2 separate regions of the Drosophila melanogaster genome follow, and region 1 is linked to region 2. The links are chromatin contacts, called in public Hi-C maps. All regions are on one chromosome and are shown on one strand. The core of a region is the stretch at or near the end of the contact, and the rest is flanking DNA. Distances in the headings are between cores, read along the strand shown.

Region 1 (3,141 bases), core at 242-2,741, 180 kb before region 2:
TAAGTGTGGAAAAAAGCATTGGGAAGTCAAGCTAAGAATCCACAAGCATGCGCAGAGAAGTTACGGTAGCCGAAAAGCACTAAAGAGAACGCAACTGGAATCTAAGCTCGCAAATTTATGTGTTCCCTTTTTGAGTAGAGGTTGTGGGAGAAATCCATTCCACAAAATTTGACAGCTGGGCGCCAGCTTAATAGCATATTCGGTGCGTTTTGCTATGGCCGGGTTGTGTGTGTTTCCATTAGCATTGGCCCCTGGGCAAATCCGATCGTTTTAGCAAACAGCAGCGGGCAATGGGATGTGGCTGGGACAGCTGGCCAAGCCTGACAGGCTACACAACTTAATTACGTTGAAATGTCGCCCTGCTTCTGATCTCTCTTTTTATCATGGAAAGTCCCGACACTCAAGCTCGCATGACTTGACTTACTCTTTTTCTGCAAATAGTGACGCCGCTGCCGTTGCTGCCTTTCTGCGGTGCTCATTGCGCAACGCGCCCCAATGGACTCGGCCCTGCGTTAGCCACAGCTTTTGCTTCTATTTCTGAACCTGCAATTTGGCTGCTATTGGCTTTGAATGGAAAAGGGCAAAGCGCAGAAATGTAGGCAACACCAGCTTCCTTCCTACGAATCACAAAGGGTGTTGGGAATACACACATTTATTTGCCTTAGGAAATTTTGTACAATTTTGTTTGGTACTCGAATTTCCATTCTAAATATAAAAAATCAATAGGAACACCATTCTGTTTAAAGAAATACGTCCTTGACCCGTCTTAATTAAATGTCAATCGTCATTAGCTATACCTCATTCAATCGCTCTCTTATACATTCTATTCTATTCACTTCCACTGCAAATGCTTATGAAATATAAGTTTCCCTATACTTCAAATTAGCACACGCACACTTTGTACTTCATGTTACTTATTTTGTATTCTCTTTTGTTTTAGGGCCCTTCGTTACATGCCCATTTTTATCGGTACAGCCAGATAAGAAAAAATCGAATTTCAGTATGTATGTATATAACTTTTACAAGGATATTTTAGCCGACGTCGACGTAATCAGTGAAAATTTGATTTCGCAACAACGAGGTATATATTAATTTATAGCAATATTTTAATTCTTAAATCGATTCGGATTTGAAACTTCGTTTACTTTGAACACTGCCGAACACATAGATAATTGAATTGGTTAAATTGTTTGTTTGTGGGCTTTTATGTAACCAGCGCTTTGTAGGAATATGTAAGACTTATGTTTGAATGACACACATACAGAATGAAATTTTTTTCGTCTTCAAACGCTTCCCCTCTACTAGTACATAGTAGCTCCAGATATAACGGTATATATGTATGCGAAATACATATATCTATTTAAATATTTATGCCGTTAATCCGCCAGCGAGTGCGAGTAGCAACCGTCCACAGTTAAAACGCCAATGATAGTGCCATCGTCGCCGCAACTTCCACCAGGCATATCGACAATGGTTCGGCTCGCACTCGTATTCGGCTCCGGGCAGTTTCGTCGTTCTAAGGGGGTGTGTGCCGCCAGCTGCGTATGGGGGCGGTGGGCTTAAGCTCTCCTCGCGCACATAGCTTTCCGCTCAGCTGAGGGCTATGCGAGTTGGCGCTGGAACAGATATGTAGCTTCGTTTGCGACCTCTATATGACAGACGACCAGCTTGGACGTTATTTCCGTCCAATAGCTGCAAAACTTTGCCTACGCAAAGGCTATAAATCTGCTTAATCCACATCTGAATTGATGCGTTGCTAAATGACGTGGCTCGACTAACAAATGCAAGGACAAAAAATGGCTGCATCCCGTCTATTGCTCGCTTACGTGACTTTGTTGCTAATGTTCTGGGTACGTTCACCTCTACTTAAGTTGCCATGACAGAAAGGTGTCGGTTCTAAAGTCGGTGGCCAATTCCAGGCGAATGTCTGATGTTATAAAGCAACACAAAAACAAACATATGTATGTATGCCTTTAGTTTTTTGCAGATTGCGTACTTTCTATTCATTGAGTATGAAAGGTCCAGTGTAGTCACAGCCTGAGAGTGGAAAGATGCAAATTGAGAATTGGATCCCACTCGTAGTTGGCCGCCATCCTGGCATTCAAGCAATGAGAGTTCTTGACACCCAGAGCGACTCCGAAGTGGTTTATTTTTCAGTAAAGGTCGGCAACTTACTCTTTGCCAACTTTCATGATCCCTTGAGGATACAAAAATAAGAATTAAGATTACAAAATAAGAATCAAATCACAATGCGACCAGGACGCTAGTGTTTCAAACGGTTAATCTGAGTTGTCTCATGTATTTTTGGTATTTATGATGGTCTGTCGCTACAAAGGTTAATACCCGTGACTCGTAGAGTGAAAGGGTATACTAGATTCGTTGAAAATTATGAAACAGGCTGAAGAAAGCGTTTCCGACTATATAAAGTATATGTATTCTTTATCACGATGTGTCCGTCCGTATGAACGTCGAGATCTCAGAAAAATTTTTCTGGGATATCGATAGATATATATATTATATATATATATATATATATATAATGATAAAAAGTTAGATTGGGCGTGGTTTTTTTTTGGCAAATTAATAGAAATTTAGACGTCTTATAATATTATGAAAAAATATTAAAACATTTTGCAAGAGTGTGAGCGTAGCAGTTTTGGGCGGTTTTAGGTAGTAAGCGGGGCAAAAAGTTTTTTGGCAAATCGATAGAAATATGAGAAATATTCTTGATCCAATATGTGAAGGTCTAAAAACTGTGGACGGAAAAATAATAATGTTAAAATCGTTAATCTGCATAAATACGTTGGAAATTGTGGGAGATAATATTAGGACACACATAACAGGTGAACTTTTATAAGAACACATTGTTATCTTTAAATATACACAGTAAACCCGAATATACAGAAATATTTATGATTATGATATTTATGCTTAAATACAATGATTATGTTGATCCCAAAATCTTACAACTGAAGTCTTCAAAGTGTAAGTATTATATAAATTAAAACCAAAAAGTCCCCATTACTTCTAAATAAATAATAAAAGACAAATGGTTTTCTAATTGTACTTTTAATACAAAATATACACATATGTATATATTCTTGCTTAGGATCACTTGTCGATCTTAACATAGTCCCCAGA
Region 2 (3,005 bases), core at 494-2,993:
ACAGACGGGCATGGCTAGATCGACTCGGCAATTGATCCTGATCAAGAATATATATACTTTGTATGTTCGGAAACGCTTCCTTCTGCCTGTTACATACTTTTTAACGAATCTAGTATACCCTTATTATACCCGTTATTGCTTGTTGTTGTGCTCCCATTTTGTGTGAAACATCTAATAGAAAGTAAAGTAACAACGGTGGCCCTGTGACAACTGTTTTGATATATGAGAACAGTACAATTACGAACTAGGAAAAACACACTGCGAAAAGAGGAAGTAGTGAAACAGGCGACAAACCCAGTAAGAAATACACCCAATCTTAAAATAAGTACAGAATTATAATTTGTCTCATTAATATTTGCGTTGCCCAGTGTTTATCGTTCCATAGCCATCTTCCGTTGTTTCTTTCAATAAAATAATCGATAGCTGCCCTGTTTTGTACATTTTGTATTTTAACCTCAATTTACGATATATACGAGCAATTCAATCAAAAAAGAGTAATTGAACAATCCCTTGGTAATGCGCATTAAAAATCATTTTTTATTAGCAGTTACCAATCGAGAAGCCAAAATGACTGAGAGCATTGTGTGTCACAAGTGCCAGGAGGCCATCACCAAGCGTATGATCACCGCCCTGGGCAAGACGTGGCACCCGGAGCACTTCCTGTGCCACCACTGCGATGAGCAGATCCTGGATGCCACCTTCAATGTTCAGAGCGGAGAACCAGTGTGCAACAAGTGCTTCGTGGAGCGGTACACCTACACCTGTGCCGGCTGCAAGAAGCCGATCCTTGAAAAAACCATCTGCGCCATGGGGGAGAGGTGGCACGAAGCTTGCTTTTGCTGCGGCGGTGCCTGCAAGAAGCCGCTCGCCAGTCAAACGTTCTATGAGCGCGACGGCAAGCCCTATTGCAAACAGGATTACGAGAACCTCTTTGCTGCCAGGTGCGCCAAGTGCGAGAAGCCTATAACGGACTCAGCGGTGCTCGCCATGAACGTGAAGTGGCATCGCAATTGCTTCCAGTGCAACAAATGCGAGAATCCTATAACCTCGCAGACTTTTACCATCGACGGGGACAAGCCCGTGTGCCCCGCCTGCAATTGCTAACATCGTCCCGGACCCATGATCTTACTCCAAATTGTTTAGTTCCTTTCTTACACTAATGTTGAAATAGTTCCCGATGCTTATGAAGCCTAGAGGCATGAAAGAAATCAGACCCACACATTTGACCACACTTAACATTTCGCACACGCACACACTAAATAAAAATAAATATGTAAAGTCTCTGTATTGGGGTGGCCAGGTAAACCCTTTTATCGTTAAGATTTGCCTAAGACCAACAACACCCACAACAACATACTGATTACTGCGAGATAAACTAGAACGCAAGCCCTTTCCCAATTTTGAGTAAATATTTTCCCCAAACCCAGTGAAAAGAAGCTGTCGAGGAAAGTGTGCTTGATATGAGATCATGTTTCCAAGGGTAAATATGCTACCCAGCCTTGGAACATGCACATCTGATTATCTCATAAACGCCATTAGTCGGTGGAATTATGTTGTTTGGAGGAGGGGTATCCCAGCAGTGCAGCGGAAAATGGAAAACTCTGCGAGGGTGTGCTGACGTGCCGTCATCGTGGAAAATTCATACATTCGGGTAAAATACACGAAGCGGCTTCGTTAGTCAAGTTTTCGTTACGATTTTGTGGGCTCTGCGGCTTTGGAGTTGCCGGCTGCCGGTTTCAGTTTCATTTTTCAAACGGAGCTCGTGCAAAGCGGTTCGGTTGGTCTTTAAGCGATTTTCCACAAACCAAAAAGTATTTCCGCGGAAAAGCTGCCCGAAAACGGGAAAAGAGAGGTGGCTAATTAATTACACTGTTGAAACTGTCCCATAAATAATTGCCGTTTGAGTCGAACAATTAAGGAGTCTGTAAAAAGCTGCAGCAGCTGCAAGCCTCCATAAATCGTGTCTATCAAAATCAAGATCGTGGTTTACGTATGTTGCGAACTTTGAAATTTATTTGCGATCTATGGCCAGATTTTCCAGATTCGGATTTTCCAAATGCAGCCAATATCCTCACGTCTAGTGGCACTGACAACTCAATACAGTATATCGTGTAGATTGGCATCAGATAATTGTGATTTAGCCGTGCGTGTTGAAGTGGAATTAGTTTACTCAATTTGCAACTTCAAGTAATTGCAGTTTATTGAGGAAAATATTTTAATATATTAAAGCTGAAGTGGCGGGATAACAGATTAGCTATAAATATATATATATATACATATATGTATGTATGCAAAGACACATCTTTGATAGTAAAACACTAAGTGTGGGTGGTCTGAGCGTTTATTCTAATTGATAATTATTTTAATTAATACAAAAGATATCTAATCTTGTACTTCTACATTTTAAATGCCTGTTAAGGTCTTTCGTGCTTGCGTTTGCTCAGGTGGAGGCAGAGCTTATAAAAATGTTAATCTTACAAATTATAAAATGTGGGATTAATTGGAAAATGTTTTATTTTGATTACCTAGGTGACAGAAAATTAATTGTTAGCATATGCAAATGTCAGTCGCGATGTGAATTTGCATTTTACGAATGTGTCTACAAGCGATCAGGTCTAAAAACTCAATCAATGGGATCAATTAGGGTTTGTAATACTTGCTATTGCTGACTGTGTTGGATCAAAAAGAACATCACGCACACCTTTAAAGCGGCTGTCATTCCAGAACCTTTTTTCGTGGAAATGGAATCCAAGCCAGGCTCTAAGCTTCCAGGCCAAATTTATTGACGCTACTCTGGCATTCTTTTTCAATTCGTAGATGTCTGTGAACGAAAAAATAACTTACAAGCCGATGGCACTGGAAAAGGTCCAAGCCTAAGTCAATAATATCATCGAATTATTCTATTTGGTTTTTATTCACAGCTCATTATACCAATACTCATATATAAAATACCATTTAAAGTTAGGGGAAAGATTGAAAAAGTAGCAATAATTCGATGAAACCAA

What was found. Hi-C and Micro-C count contacts between places; a contact is called where the count stands out from the background.
Region 1: a Hi-C map of the Kc167 cell line shows a contact between it and region 2, with 1.7 times the contacts expected there. A contact is called at or near these places in 30 of 107 Hi-C or Micro-C datasets (the Kc167 cell line, the OSC cell line, cellular blastoderm embryo and 8 more) and 2 of 7 datasets of targeted methods (both in the Kc167 cell line).

The regions. Positions count from the first base shown.
Region 1 is chr2L:21,378,483-21,381,623 of dm6, reverse strand. nrv3 (nervana 3) reads right to left here and starts at 1,491. Exons shown (of 8, transcript NM_165379.3): 1 at 1,263-1,491.
Region 2 is chr2L:21,197,500-21,200,504 of dm6, reverse strand. Ret (Ret oncogene) reads left to right here and starts at 1,743. Exons shown (of 7, transcript NM_165359.2): 1 at 1,743-1,852. CG31624 reads left to right here and starts at 130. Exons shown (of 2, transcript NM_165361.3): 1 at 130-297; 2 at 548-1,267. The coding sequence starts at 568. The coding sequence ends at 1,104.